Linked DNA regions of Mus musculus: region 2 is linked to region 1. A link is a contact called in public Micro-C data. All regions are on one chromosome and are shown on one strand. Each heading gives the region's core, a stretch centred on a gene start, on an enhancer-like site or on the middle of the called end of the contact. The rest is flanking DNA. Distances are from core to core; before and after follow the strand shown.

Evidence for each region. A called contact is a pair of places that touch in the nucleus more often than the background predicts.
Region 2: a contact with region 1 is called in a Micro-C map of embryonic stem cells, with 2.5 times the contacts expected there. The contact joins the promoter of B230217O12Rik here to the promoter of Tcf7l2 in region 1. A contact is called at or near these places in 1 of 39 promoter capture datasets (liver), 4 of 484 Hi-C or Micro-C datasets (B cells, CD4 T cells, embryonic fibroblasts and 1 more), 2 of 115 datasets of contacts at active chromatin or transcription factors (pancreatic cancer cells and regulatory T cell precursor) and 1 of 9 other capture datasets (adipose tissue).

The regions. Positions count from the first base shown.
Region 1 is chr19:55,739,062-55,746,595 of GRCm38.p6, forward strand. Tcf7l2 (transcription factor 7 like 2, T cell specific, HMG box) reads left to right here and starts at 2,749. Exons shown (of 15, transcript NM_001331146.1): 1 at 2,749-3,469; 2 at 3,715-3,781; 3 at 4,012-4,136. The coding sequence starts at 3,281. Gm31734 (predicted gene, 31734) reads right to left here and starts at 4,142. Exons shown (of 3, transcript NR_168128.1): 1 at 4,101-4,142; 2 at 3,148-3,531; 3 at 544-1,629.
Region 2 is chr19:57,356,644-57,364,177 of GRCm38.p6, forward strand. It overlaps B230217O12Rik (RIKEN cDNA B230217O12 gene), which reads right to left and starts at 4,256. Exons shown (of 3, transcript NR_040316.1): 1 at 3,371-4,256. Fam160b1 (family with sequence similarity 160, member B1) reads left to right here and starts at 4,366. Exons shown (of 17, transcript NM_145505.4): 1 at 4,366-4,727. The coding sequence starts at 4,683.

The DNA.
Region 1 (7,534 bases), core at 1,499-3,998:
TCTGCCTCCCGAGTGCTGGGATTAAAGGCGTGTGCCACCACGCCCGGCCAATCTGGCTTTTTGTTGTGCATATATCATATCATATCATATCACATCACATCACATCACATCACATCACATCACATCACATCACATCACATCACATCACATCACATCACATCACATCACATCACATCACATTTATCTTGCTTCCTGCAGTGGCATTCCTTGCTCTCTCCTCTTTCCCTACCCATCTGGATACCACCACAGGCCACAACAGGGACTAAGAAGTCAGTGAGAACTTTCTGCTTTCTCTCCCCAGGCCTTTTTTATAGCACCAAACAATGAAATTAAATGTGGCCTATAGGCTGTCAAGGAATAACTTTTAGTTGCTTAATTAAGTTGGGAGATTTAAGGGAAGATTCAAAGGTTCCCTTTGAATGAGAAAATAAGGCTATGTCAAACTAGATGATGGCATTGGTCACTAACAAGAGCCCTTAGCATCCTGTTTGCACGTGATAAAACGCAGTATGCTCATAAGAGCGATGCTTTAACAGTTTTGACTTAGTATATTCATAAGTTTTTATTGCACAACCAGACCCCTAAGGAACACAGAAGACCCTATTATTCAACTTGATGAAGATCAGGGTTAAAGTAAAATACAAACAGAATCCAAACCCATCCTGCAGGACAAAGAATTGGTTATAAAACAGTTACTATGAAAGGGCTCTCATTTATGTCAACAAGCCCCTGAAACAGGCCTTGGCATAGTCTATATTGTGCAGAGACCAGCTTGGGTACAAGATGTATTCAGGTGGCAATTAGCAAGTGTGTAAAGCTGCCAGCTTGATTACATACCTAGCTAAACAGCTAGATGTCGGGCTAGATGTGTAGTAATCTAAAGGCATCCAGGGGAGGCCCAGGAAGGGGACAGCTCAGTCGTTTGTGCACTGATTCAAGACTGGGCTGCATTTCATGCTTCGTGTTTTTACTTGGTGTCTTGAAATATTCCCCTTTCTGTCTCTGCTCTCCCTCTTAGATACTGCGCTGTCTTATTTATTTATGAAGTCTGAAGGTTAGTCCTACCTGCTGAGACTAATTAGCCCTCTGCTTTGTGTCCCATGCAAGCCGTCCGATGAAATGTACACATTTGTTTTGCTTTTTTTTTTTTTTCCAGGCTCTTTCTCTCTCCCTCCACTTCTGGTTTTCTGATGAATATGAAAGTTGGGAGGTGGGACTGTGATTCTCACCCGCCTCGCCCACCCCATCCTTATTTTGTCTGCATCTTTCCCTTTAGTGTGCAAATGTGCTTGGGATTTTTTTTTTTCCCAGTGCAGGGGAATTCGTTAGCCTTGTGAATCTCAGGATCGTTGTTTTCCGTTGTCTTCTTTCTGAGGCCTTAGCCTGTAGAACAGTTTTGTTGAAACCCCAAATTCTCTAAATATTACACAGTAAATTGGTTACTTTTGGAAATCTACAACAGATGAGCTTATTAAAGGGGAGGGTGGGTTAATTTAATACGTGGTGGACCTCAGGATAACATCACACCTAATGGCAGTTGCCAGTCCCCACTGACTCATTCTTTCTGATTTCTTTTTTCTTTGCTTCCTCTTGCCCGTTGGACGTCCCAGTCCACTTCTCATTGGTTATCTGCAAGGGAAAGGCTCTTCTGAGTCTACCAGACAGAAACACGGTTTGGGGATCCACCTTTCTCCTTTAACATAATTTTCTCCACCACCTCATAGCAAATCGGTTTGCCCTCACTGGAGCCTAATAACCAACAAACACCCATCTCAACTCCCAGGCTGCCCACCTCTTCCCAAGGGCTTCTGGGCCAGCTTTGGTGACTTTCTCCTGTCAGGGCCCTCAGCATCTAGAGCCTTAGGGCATTTCATCTCAGTCCCCTTTGGAGAAAAACTCCAGCTCTACTCATCCCCAGGGCTTGGTGAACTTTCACTTTTATTTTTCCCTGCAGCTGTTAACGCCCAAACATTTCACCTCCAAAGGACTTGGATCCTACATCACTTCCTACTTCCAACGTCAGTTAAAAAAATAAAAAAAAAACCTTTACATTTTCCTTAAGGATATTTTTAATACCCCAGACAATTTGTTTTCTTGGATAAAACGCCTTCTTGGCATATTTAACCTAGTGGGACTTTACATTGAATGACATGATTCACTGTCATTAAACAAGCCAAGGGAGGGGAGCCTTACCCTCCCTGTAGATGGCCCAGCCTCTCTGCTTCCCCTGGTTCTCTCAGAGCAAGAGAGGTAAGCCTTCTTTTGGACCAGTCGTGTCTTTTCCCGCCCCAGTGCGGCCGACTTCATCGGGGACTTAACCACTGAGCACCCCGTCCTTGTGTCCCATAGTCCTCCCCTCCTGGACCCCATCTTCAGGACTTCTTGGCTAACACTTTTTCTGGGCCTCTCCCCATCCCCGCCCCCCAAGTGGGCTTTCCTTCCGCCTTCCCCGGCTCAGATTCCGGACTGGGTTGCCACCCCCTTCCCCTCCTCTCCCGGTCCGCATTGTCTTTCGGAACCCGCCCCCTCCAGGAGCGAGGCCCGCACCGTCCGGGCGCCCGGCTCGCACGCTGAGCACAGGCCGCACCCCGCGCGCCTCCCGCGGCCCCGGCCCGCCCCGCTCCCTCTCCCGGCGCCCAAAGGATCATTGTTGGCCGCCCCCGCCCCGCCCACCCCGGCTGTTTATTTATGCACACGTCACCGGGGAGGCCCCGCCCCCTGGCATCTCATTAAGGCGAGTGTGTTCCTCTCGCCCTGTCAATAATCTCCGCTCCCAGACTACTCCGTTCCTCCGGATTTCGATCCCCCTTTTTCTATCTGTCAATCAGCGCCGCCTTTGAACTGAAAAGCTCAGTCTAACTTCAACTCACTCAAATCCGAGCGGCACGAGATCCTTCGGTGTCTTCGGCTTCCCCCCCCTTTGCTCTTATATCTGACTTCTTCTTGTTGTTGTTGTTGTTTTTTTTACCCCCTTTTTTATTTATTATTATTTTTTTTTTTTGCACATTGATCGGATCCTTGGGAACGAGAGAAAAAAAGAAACCCAAACTCACGCGTGCAGAAGATCTCCCCCCTTCCCCTCCCCTCCTCCCTCTTTTCCCCTCCCCAGGAGAGAAAGACCCCAAAGCAGGAAAAAAAAAAGTTAACCTTGGACTCGTCTTTTTCTTGCAGTATTTTTTTGGGGGGGACTCGCAAAACTTTTTTTTTTTTTTTTTTTTTTTTTTTGCTTTTTTTCCTCCTTCATTTTTCTTCCAAAATTGCTGCTGCTGGTGGGTGAAAAATGCCGCAGCTGAACGGCGGTGGAGGAGATGACCTAGGCGCTAACGACGAGCTGATCTCCTTCAAAGACGAAGGCGAGCAGGAGGAGAAGAACTCGGAAAACTCCTCGGCGGAAAGGGATTTAGCCGATGTCAAGTCCTCGCTGGTCAATGAATCAGAGACGAATCAAAACAGCTCCTCCGATTCCGAGGTAGGAAGAGCCCCTCGGGCTGGCGGGTGGCTCCAGCCGGTTCCAGGGCCGGGAGAGCGGGGCTGGAAGGCGAGCGAGGCGAGGCGGGTCGGGCTTGCGGGCGGCGCGGACGGTGGCCCGGGCTGCTGGCTGCGAAAACTTGTAACCGTGTTTTTCTGCACCCCTTTCTCCGCCGACCCTCCCTTCCCGCACCCCCTCGGCGCGGCTATCGCCCCTCGCCCTCCCCACCTCGCCCCTCCGGGAAGGCGGAAAGACGGCCTCCGCCTCGCTCCGAAAGTTTCCGAGATAAATCCCGGGAAAGTTTGGAAGAAGGTGAGTGCGCCCCGCGCGCCCCCAAAACCGCGCGGTTGCGTTCCCCCTCCCCGGGGTCGGCCTGGCGGGTGCCCTCGCCCCACTCCCCACCCACCCTACCCGAGTTCCCGCGCCGGCCGGGCCCCGGGGACGCGCGCGGGCCCTCGGGGGGACACTTGCTAAAAAGTTTCTCCCGCTCTCTCCCGCGCCGCGCGGCCGCCGCCGTCCCCTCCGCCGCCCCGCCATGTTAGCGGCCAAGAGGCAAGATGGAGGGCTCTTTAAGGGGCCACCGTATCCCGGCTACCCCTTCATCATGATCCCCGACCTGACGAGCCCCTACCTCCCCAACGGATCGCTCTCGCCCACCGCCCGAACCGTAAGTGCCACCGCGCTCCCCGCCCTGCCCGCCTGCCGGCCCCGCATGCCCTGCCCCTCCCCCGCCCCGCCCCTCCCCCCTCCCCTCCCCCCCTCGCGGCCCGAACTCTCCAAACTTTTTCTCTGCCTTTTGTGGACTGGGTTTGTTTGCGCTTCGCCATGTTCTGGCTTTTCTTGTGCTTGCCTCACGATTCGGGGAGCCTTTTTTTTTTTTTCCTCAGGCAGGGCTCTGTTGGGGTGCCAATCTGAACTTTTAATTTTTCTTTCTCTTTTCTTTTTTCATTTTTTTTTTTTTTGAGCTCTGATTTCCCCCTCCCCCCTCTTGCTGGTGGTGTTTGTTTCTTGTCCCTGGGAAGAGGACTGTGTGGCTCTTTCTTCTCCCTCTCTTCCTTCCCTCTTCTGTGCGTCTTGGGCTTTCCCCAGGTTAACCCCTTAGCTGCTGGCTGGGAGGCCCGGCTGGGCCGCGCGGGTTCCCGGTGCCTTTGGCTCCAGGAGCCACCGTGCTGAGCGAGCAGTCTCGGCCCTACGGAAGCGCCCGGCTCTGGCCCCAGCCAGTCATTTTAGCTTTCTAGTGGCGATCGCAGGCTCAAGGGCCTCTTGGCCCCTTCTTCCAAGGGAAGGTCACACTTGCCAGGCTTGGTCCCTTCGCAGGCCCGGGGGCCCTGGGCGTGCTTTTTCTCTGCAGACCCGGCAGGGCTTGGGTGCCCCACGCTGCTAGCTGCGAGCCGTGCGTGGTGGGGAGGCCTGTGTGGCCGGGCTTCTGGATTTGTGTGTAGTCGGGATGGCCTTTTGAGTGGACTTTTGTGTCAAGGGAAATTCGGTGCTTTCGGATGGGGTGCGGAGGCCTTCTTTATCCTGACCAGCTCACTGTGGGCCCCTGGGGCGGGGACAGAGGCTAGGGTGAGCGCTTTCAAGGAGGTGTAGGAGGTTTGGGGATGCCTCCCTTTCTGGGGATCGGCCACCCAACTTTGGGGAGTCCAGGGCAGCGGGGGGTGCCAGGCTCTCCGGGGCGCTCCCTGCGGCGCACCTCCGGCACTCACTGCAGACATTCGTTCCTGCTCGTCCCCTCCCCCGGGGCCTCTGCCCTCTTCCCTCACACTGTCCCCCTGCCTCCTCCCTTTCCCCTCTAAAAAGCCTGGATTGCGAAGCTCTAGACACACAAGGCGCGTTAGTACCCGGCTTCCCGGGGTTGTCACTTTGCACCTCTGGCCGCGGTCCCTACCTCGTGTTTACACACACTAGTTTTGTTTTTCTTTTTTTGCTTATTCAAGGTGGCTGTCTGAAATAATATGCTCACTATTGAGCAGTGCTGGGCTTGGATCAGTCAGACCTACAAGTGTTTTTAAGCATTAAAATATTAACTATCAGGTTTGACTTGTTTCCCCCCGCCCCCCAGGCTCTGGTAGAATGGCTAAAGCACGCTAGACTGGTATTTTTTTTTTTTAATGCCTAGGAAAGAAACAATCACACCCCCTCCCCAGCGCCCGTGTCTTCCGTGTCTTCCGTGGAAGCCGGGACAGAGGTACAGTCCGACCTCCTCCAGTAGGGCCCGCGCTTTCCGGAGGCTGCTAGCAGCCTCCGAAGCAGCGCCTGGTGTTTTTCTTGGTAGCTGGTGGGTCCGTGTTAGCAAACTGGACCCAGCAACATACCAAAGTAATCCTGGGGGTTCCCTCTTCCCCTCTGCCCCTTCCTTCTAGAACGCAGACCTCCTTCGTTTTATTTTAAAATCCACTTAGTCACCCGAAAGACCAACTGAATATTGAGCTTTGATGGCAGGCTTGTTGGCTTTCTTGACCCTTTTCAAACTGCATGTCTGTGACCGCTGGCGATCTTGCCACACCACAACTCCAAACTCACACAGTTATGTTGTGCTGTAATTAGGAAACAGGGAAATTGTTAAAGTCAAATAAATGATTTCCCGGTGAGACAAGGAAGGTTCCCAACCTAAGGCCCCCCCTTTGTGGGCTTTGTAGAAAGAGACAGCGTCTAGTTATTTTAATTGTGGACTTAGCGGGTGGCCCTGTGCTGTGACATCAGATTGACTCTGAGAATGCATTTCTGAAACCCAGTAGGCTGTTATGTTAGTATTTGCGTGTCAAACATCAGCAGACATATTTGTGCACGCTGCCTCGTCTTACTCTTTTCTTTCCCTTACCTGGTTAAGCAGTATGTGCTCCGAAATTGAGGTTATTTATTTAGGCTGCTGAGGGAAGCCTTGGCAAGGAGCTGAGAGGCGGGTGTATGTCCCTCTAGACGCCTTTGGACACTAGGGCCAGCTTGCAATTCCAGATTCCTTACAGCCCGGGGTGGAACCTACAGGCAAACCAGCGGTCCCAGGTCTGAAATTCTCAGGGCTTCATAGGGTCTGGTTTTGACTGTGAGTTGTAAAGACAAATTAGGAGTAAGCTCATTCGTTCTCTTCCGTTCCTGCTGGCTGGGGTGCTTTTTGCTGTTTTCTGTTACTTATGAACAGGACCGGCTAAGACTTTCTGAAATCCTGGTATCTGCTTTTCTGCTTAAGAATGTAAAGAATTAAGAATTATCATGAAATTGGCTTTTGATGAATCATCTCTAGAACAATCTTTTAATTGCTGAAGAAGTTGTAAAAGCTTGATAGTAATGATTTTTACTTTAGAAGGACATAGATTTCCTCAGAACATTAATTTATAATCTTTGATACATTAATAGAAATGGCTTATGAAGAGGATACATTCAGATAGAAAAATACATTAAGGAGAAGAAGTCTAGTTGAGCAGATGGGAAGGGTTGGAAGTGCCAATATTAGGGCTTTGCTCATGTTTGTGTTCCAGAGAATACGGTAACAGTACTGAAGTTGACAGAAGGGGTAGTTTTACTTTTATTCCCACCCCCCCAACCCCCAGCATGCAAGAAGACACAGGGCTGCAGTGGTAGGCACTGCGATGTGATAGATGTGATACGTGTGAGAGAGTTCGTTTTTAAGGGTGCTCTCTACAGCTTCATCCACCCCCATGGTTGCTTGCTTTCCGATGGAGCTGCTTGCTACCTAGGTTGAGCAGATAAGTGAGCAGCATCTTGAATTCATTTCTGAACTTGGAATGGAGCAGGAAACCAAGAGGGAGCCTATTCATCGAGGAGGTTTTATTTAGCCCGGCAACTTCTTTTTTCTGGCTTGCCCAGAAAAAAAAAAAATGGATGTTTTCACCTCACTCAAACAACATAATCCTTCCTGACACAAAAGATTGAGAGCCTGGTGCGTGAAGGGTTAATGTTGGGCCTTCCCTGTTGTCTTCCCACCCCCCACCTTCACCCCTGATTGTTTTGACAACACTTCAAAGTGTGACATTCCAAGCCCCTCTATAACAATGTAATATTACAGTAATTACACAGGTCATTACATTTTAAATAGAGAACAATAAA
Region 2 (7,534 bases), core at 3,006-5,505, 1.6 Mb after region 1:
GCTGAGGGTAAACCTGGGTCCTCTGGCAGAGCAACCAGTACTCTTCCGGGACTTTCCTCCAGCCCTTATTTTATTACGTTGTGCATGTGTGTGTGTGTATGTATGTGTGTGTGTGTGTATGTGTGTGTGTATATGTGTGTGTGTATGTGTGTGTATATGTATGTGTGTGTATGTGTGTATGTGTGTGTGTATATGTATGTGTGTGTGTGTATATGTGTGTATGTGTGTGTGTGTGTGTGTGTGTATGTGTGTGTGCATGCATATGCACACATCTCTGCAGGTGCTAGCAGAGTCCAGAAGGCATCAGTTATCCTGTGCTGGGAGCTACAGGTTTTATTGTAAACGACCGCGTGGCTGTTGAGAACCAAACCTGGGTTCTCCGCAAGAGCAATAATGTGATCTTCAGCACCCACAACCCATCTCTTCAGCAATTGCTGTGTCCCCCCTGAGATGATGAAGAATTAGAGCCCCCCTCACACACACACACACACACCATCTCACCACCTAAGGATCCTTTCACCTTTCCAATATGATAATGCTGTTGGTTGCCGTAAATGAACTAGCACACACGGTACACGTGTAAAGGCTTTGAAAATGCCATGTTTGCACCACATAGGTCGACTGCCGGCTCCTACACTGCATGTTCACTCTTGGTGTTAACAATCTTCTCCCTGCAACCGCCACAACCACCATTACCAAACGTCCCTGTTCTCTAGAAAATCTGCTCAAACACATACATATTCCATTCATCAACATAATCCCCCCACCCCCTGCTGGCCATCTTCTCTGAGAGTTACAAGCTACAACAAACCACTCCCTCCCCAAGCTGGTTTCAGCAAGTGTTTTATCACTGCAACAGAAAGCCTATCTAGGACAGATGGGGCCTTGGGTAGCCCAGACTGGTCTGGAATGCTGGATGCAGCCCCAGCTGGCTTTGAACTCCTGACTCGAGAGCTTCGGGATCATAGATGTATACCACCACACCTGGCTTTTCTCTGGTCTTTAGCAAACAGAGTGGAAAATGTTTCCATCTTATACTAATTTTCAACTTTGTGTCTTACTCTTGCTTCTTTGCTCTCTGATGCTGTTTTAGAAATAGCAGCTCACTCTCGCTATTGATGAAGTATCATCTTTTATCCTTGGAGAACAGCAGTGACAGTGCTTTTCCTTGGGTCTCAGTCTCCATCCGTTCGAAAAACAACTTCATCTCTTCTGATGAAACCATTCCTCACATTTCTGATGGCCCCGTGGTATCTGATCCATTTAGGATCAGAGGCTGAGGGAGCACCCTGTGCATGTGTCGCAAGAGCTCAGGAGCTCTGCAATTGGTTCCCTGTCAGGATCTCTTCAGGTCTTTTCAGATTCTCCACAGGAAACCTATCCTCTCCTACTTCCATCTGGCAGGGTCAGGCTGATATGCCTGCTCTAGGAGACAAGGAGGGTGAGGGCTGTGTCTGTCTCACAGTCTCTTTGGACTTCATTCTTTTCTCTCCATGCTCCTAATATGGTATTTCTAGCCTCTCCTGAGTTAAGTAGATCTTATGCCAGGTCTGCAGAAGCGCAGTGAGCCCCCCCCCCCCCCGAGCAGGGAGGACCCCCCAGATCCCGAACAGACTTCACCTGCCCTGGAACCTGGCTGTGCCATTTGCTCAGGTACCCGTTCTTCTGGTTGCCTTCAGTCAACGCGACAAAACCACAGCTGGAAGCAACTTAACTTGGGGAAAAGGGGTTTGTTTACTTTTGCTTATGATTCCAGAGACTACACAGTCCACCGAGGCGGGAAGGCATAGCAGCAGGGGCTGGGGCCAGCCTAGCAGTCAGGAAGCTGAGTGATCCAAGGGGAACCGGAAGTGGGGCCAAACAATAGCCCTCCAAGCCAGGCTCCCAGCATGCTCTTCTCCAGCAAGCCTCCAGCTCCTAAAGGTTCTACAACGTCCCCGAACAGCGCCACCAGGTGGAACCAAGTGCTCAAACAGCAGTCCACAAGGAACGTTTCAAACCACGCTTTCGGTCTCTAACTCGGGACAAGTTCTTGGAATTGATACCTTTTTTTCATCCCTGCCTTTCTTCACTGGTGCATCACATTAACCCCTCAGCTGCCCTTCTAGCTCTGCTGCCATCTCTTCTCCTGACCAATGTGTTCTTGGGGTTTATAGAGGCAGAATTCGTTTACTCTCAGTTCATCAGGCCTTGTGAGGGGAACGGTGCTACATTTTTTTCCCCCCACATCCTTCTACTGCACCAGAAACCGTCAAACGCTGAAAATATGTATCATCTAGCCGTTCCCGTTTTTCTTGGCTCCTGCCCACTTGGGTGTCAGTTCTCCAGTCTCCCTGTGTTTGGATGTGTGTACGCTTCTTCCAAGTTCACACGTGTGCACATGCCCACAAAAGTCAGACGAGGGTGTTGGTCCCTCTGGAACCAACTGGAGTTGCAGGAGGTTGTGAGCCACCGGGCACAGGTGCCGGGAACTGAACTTGGTACCTTGGAAGAGCGGCAAACGTTCTTAGCCACAAAACAATACTCCAGTCCCGTTTTTATAAAGAACTAAATTTATTATGGGCTTAATAGAATAAATACAGGAGGTTCCAATTGAGGTACTTCAGGCACCTAGGGTGTTTTCAAGGGTAAAGGGAGCCTCCTCTTGGGTTTCCTCAAAGCAGTGGTTGAGGTGAGTCCAACTGCATCAACAACTGCATCCAAGCACTAGGCAGGCTATACATTAGTGCCTCCTCCAGCATTCGGAACGGGAGTAGGAAATCTATCTACTGGCTATACATTAGTGCCTCCTCCAGCATTCGGAACGGGAGTAGGAAATCTACCTACTGGCTTTACATTAGTGCCTCTCCCAGCATTCGGAACGGGAGTAGGAAATCTACCTACTGGCTCAGTTACAGTTCTAGCTAACTTGTGCGTCTTAGAAATTAGGGACCAGGCAGATAAATCATTGAGTATTGATATTAACCCATAGCCAAACATATATTTTATTGTGCTTATAATAAGTATGCAAAGTTAAATATCCATCACACACAACTTGTAGCCCGCCTAAACATCACTCCCTACACAAGTTGTGGCTGCAGGACATTGTGAAAATACAAACTGCCATGTAATTAGCCAGGAAAATTATTATGGTTGATAAACTGACCAAACCTCATAAGTAGTATGAATAATAACAACAAACATTGTGTGCTCTAGGATGGAGCAGGAACAAGGACCTTGAACGTGGCAAGGAACACAGCTCAATGTCCAACAAATAACAGAGGATGTTGCCAGCGTTTTAGTTTACAGAAAGCAAGGCTATGCTTACCTGCTTTTGAGCATAGCAGAAGCAAACAACCAAAGCATGAGAAAGACTCGAGTCTCCCCTTACCTTCTCTCTTGGTTTCCTCTCCTCTTGTGTTGTTACTAATGTTATAACAAGGAGGAGAGCCTGTGATCCCCGGCTTTCTTCACTGCTACATTGGTAACCTCACGGCCCAGAATGGCAGAGCTGGATCCAAACAGGCTTCTCAACCCTGCTCAGAGTTGCGGCGCCCTCTTCTGCCCTCTGCTCAACGAATTATACTATCAATAGGTATTTTTCATCCATGTTAATGAGAAATCTACTTCACCCTAATGCAGAACTCCCCGATCCTTTTCGTGAAATGCTAATACCAGCTTGAAACAAAGTTCTTCAGATTTTCAGAAGTTGCATCAACCATCTTAAAATGGTCAGTGTTTCCTCTACGCCTTGTTTAATACACATTTGCATAGTGTTTTAGGAAGCCTCCAGCCCAGGGCTCATTAACTTGAGGCTTCACTCATCGGTGTTAGGCATCCTGAATATTATTTCCTTTTCCAGAAACACACTGAAACCTTGTAGGCCACCATCCTGCGTTATTTAACCGAACCCTCATCCCACGTGTCCATTTGGCATTTCCGGGTTTTGATAAGGATAAGCTATTTTAGTCTAGCGGGATCTTCCCACCTGCATTGGATGCGGTCGAATCCCTAGCACGTGGACCCGCTGTCCGTTTTTTGCGTTCGGGATGCTGGTATTTTCCCAGCGGCCTTCCAGTCTTGCCCTACGTATGGTACGCAAGCGCAGCGTCAACACGTCGCTGCCAAATCCTCACACTGCTCTCTGGTCACCGAGAGACGAGTGCCAGCACCGCCGGGTGCGCCACGCCAGGCCCGCCCTCCCTCCTGGCCTCAGCCTTTCAGCGCCCCGCCGACCCCGCCCGCCCTGCTCTCCCCATCGGCCCCGCCCTCAAGTCGGCCCCGCCCTCCCTGCTGGCCCCGCCCTCCCCGCCCTGGCCTCTGCGCGCCCCGCCCCGCGTCCAGCGACGCCGGCAGCGGAGACCTGGGCTTCCCCGGGCCGCATCAGCGTCCCCTGCAGGCCGCGGCGGGCACGGCAGCCGGAAGAGCCCGAGCTCCTGCCACCGTGTCCGCGTCGCCGCCGCTGAGCTCCGCGGTGCCCCGATTGCAGCCGAACGACCTCGGAGCCGCCCGCCGCGGCCCCGCGTCCTCCGATCAGAGCCGCCGCGCCTCCCGCCCGGCCTCCGCCCTCCGCTCCCCGCCCGGGCCCGCCCGCACCGGCCTTCACTCTGGAGCGGCCCGGGCAGCCGCAGCAGGGGCGGCGGCGGCGCATCGAGGAGCTCTCCAGGTCGTCCCGGGAGAAGCTGCTGCAGTCCCGGGACAGGATGTTCTCCAAGCTTACGTCCATCCTGCAGCATGCCGTGGAGGCGGTGAGTCCGATTGGGGTGCGGGGGGCTGCGAGGCGCGGGGAGGGAGGCTGCGGCGAGGCCTGGGCACCCCCGGGGCCTCTGCTCTCCAGCCGGGGACCGGGCGGCTCCCGAGGCCTCCTGGCCGTTAACCTCCGGGGCTACGTGGCCAGCGCCGCGCAAGACAAAAGAACGGCGGTGCTGGTGGGCAGGGCTTGCTTTTGCTTTGGTACGGGTGAGAGAGGAGCGGCGGGGACCCTGGGGCCCGGTCCACACCGGTACCGGCTCTGCCAGCTCGGGCCCAGCGGCCCACCTCGGCCGGACCTCGGTGATCGATCTGCGGGAGTTTGCGGGTCCGCGATCGCCCAGCTCACACCATCTGTTTCCCTTTTCTTGTCTGTAATGCGCTTCCTGGAGGCTCTTGGCGCAGCCTGCAACCGCTGTACTGTGAGCCTGGTCCTAAACAGCACCGGGGGGACAGAACTCAAACCGCCAAACGTACAGCACCCAAAAACCTAGGAAGAGAATGCTTTTCTTGTCGGTGCTAAACGCGACCCTTTGCTTTATTTTACTAGCTAATTTTGGACTGAGTATCATCCTATGTGAAGAAAGTTACTGTGTTTTTTTTTTTTTAATGGCATTTTCTTTGCATATTGAGAATGGCCTAATAGTAGCACTTTCAAATTCACATGACTTTCTAAAGAAAAGTAAAAAGATGACAAAATACCACGGTGGTTTTTAGGGTCAGCTAAGAAAATTAGAGTTGTGAGTTTCAGATATGGAGACAAAATTTTAACACAATTGCTTTTTACATACTTCGTGGAATTTGGGTTTCGCTTGGTGGCACATCAAACAAGAAAGAAATGGGGTTGCCTGAGGAGCAGTGTTGACACATGGGGTAGAGAACTGCACTCTAAGATGCCAATTCTACTTTTCTTGCTTAATATGGAGTCAGTGTGCAACAGCATTGGTAAAATAATTTTTAAAACTTTTAACAACACTTATATTGATATTTTGTATTATACTTCAGACTATAAAGAGTCATCAAACTTTTAAAGTTCAACATTGCTTGATATAATGATAACTAAAAGATAACTATGAATAAATTATATGGATGAAACCCTGGGGCCTGCCGTGTTCTAGATAAAAACACTCCCACTGGATTTTATTTTATTTATTTATTTATTTATTTATTTATTTTTGAGATAGAGAATTGCCCAGTGCCCCAAGGTGGCCTTGAACTCATTGAGCTCTGCTCAGACTGGCCTCGAACTTCTACCTTAGCCTCTGGAGTACTTAAATTCTAGGCATGTCTCTAAGCCTGGCTAGGATTTTTGGTTTATAGACTCAGTTTGGTCCCAAGGCCTGTGTTTTCTGTTTTGGTACTCTTTTTTTTATAATTACGTGTATCATTAGCATCTATCAAATTACCTGCGTGAGCCTCTGGCTCTGTAGTATCCAGTTTCCCCATCCTGCCGTGAGGAGGGAGGAGCTCACTATGTTCACCCAGTCCCAGGAATAAATGTCTGGCCTGTGGAAATGTCAAGTTCATTTGCTCCATGCTGGTTTCTAAGCTGTGTTACAGCCACCCACACGCTTTGCCAAGAGAAAGGACTGCTCCTGATAATGTGATTGGCTCTGCTTTGCTCTTAGGAGGGGTCGCATGTAGTCCAGGCTGGCCCTGAACTTAAGATCTTATAGATTTGGTCCCTCATCCCTTGAAGAATTTTTTTTTTTATTCGCCCCTTCAACGCTATCCTGGGAAAGAACTCCCCCAGACAATGATAAACAAGCCATCGTCTGGTAGCTGAAGAATGTTTTTCATAACCCAAGATTAGTTCCTCGGTTACTCACCTCCCTGACTGTTTTGCTTGCTTTTGTCTATAAACAAGTCTTCCTGCTCCTTAATTTGTTGGCTTTTTCTCTAACCTTTTACATCCTGACCCAGCACACTAAGGAACAGAATCCTCCGGGTACTGCAGACTTGGGAGGGAGCCCCAGGCCTGCAGGTGACCCGACCTCTTTTTTGTTCTGTTTCTGTTTTCTGTTGGGGTCCTAGCCTTTTGTATTGTCAGCAGCGTCTGAGTGTTGGTAGTCAGTCAGGTCAGCCTGCAGTGGTTTTTAAAGTTGACCAGATATAGATTCATCGAGATGAGGTGTTTGAGTTTTGTGTTTGTTTTATTCTTGAGTCAAGGCCTCTCACATCTTTTGACTTGCTGTGCAGCCAAAGATGACCTTGAACTCCTGATCTTCCTGCCCCCACACCCCCAAGAGCTGGGGTTATAGGCTCATGCTTTGTTTTCTGTTTAGTTTCTGGTACAGGGGGTTTCACCCAGGGCTTGGTGAATGATAGGTAAGGGCTGTCCCATAGTCTTCTACTCTGACTTTTTCAGCATGCGTGTCCTTTTGTGCATGCGTGTGTACCAGCGTACATGTTCATGTGTGATCACAAGCACATGATCAGGCGGAAGTCTGAGGACATCTTTCGGGAGTCAGTTTTTCTCTCTCACGGGTGCCGGTCCTGGGAAATCAAACTCAGGCAGACAGACACCAGCAACTGCTTTTGACTGCTAGGCCATCTTAGTACCTATCCTTTTTAAATTTAAAAAAACAAAAAACAAACAAACAAAACCTTTTAGATTTACTTTATTTTATTTGTATGTATGAGTGTTTTATTTGTGTGTATGTTTGTGAACCGAGTGTATGCTAGGTGCCTGTGGAGGTCAGAGAAGGATGCCGAGTTCCTGGGACCAAACCTGGTCCTCTCCAAGAGTAACATGTCCTCTTAAATGCTAAACAGAATTCGACCTTAACTTACCTGAATCCAGCCT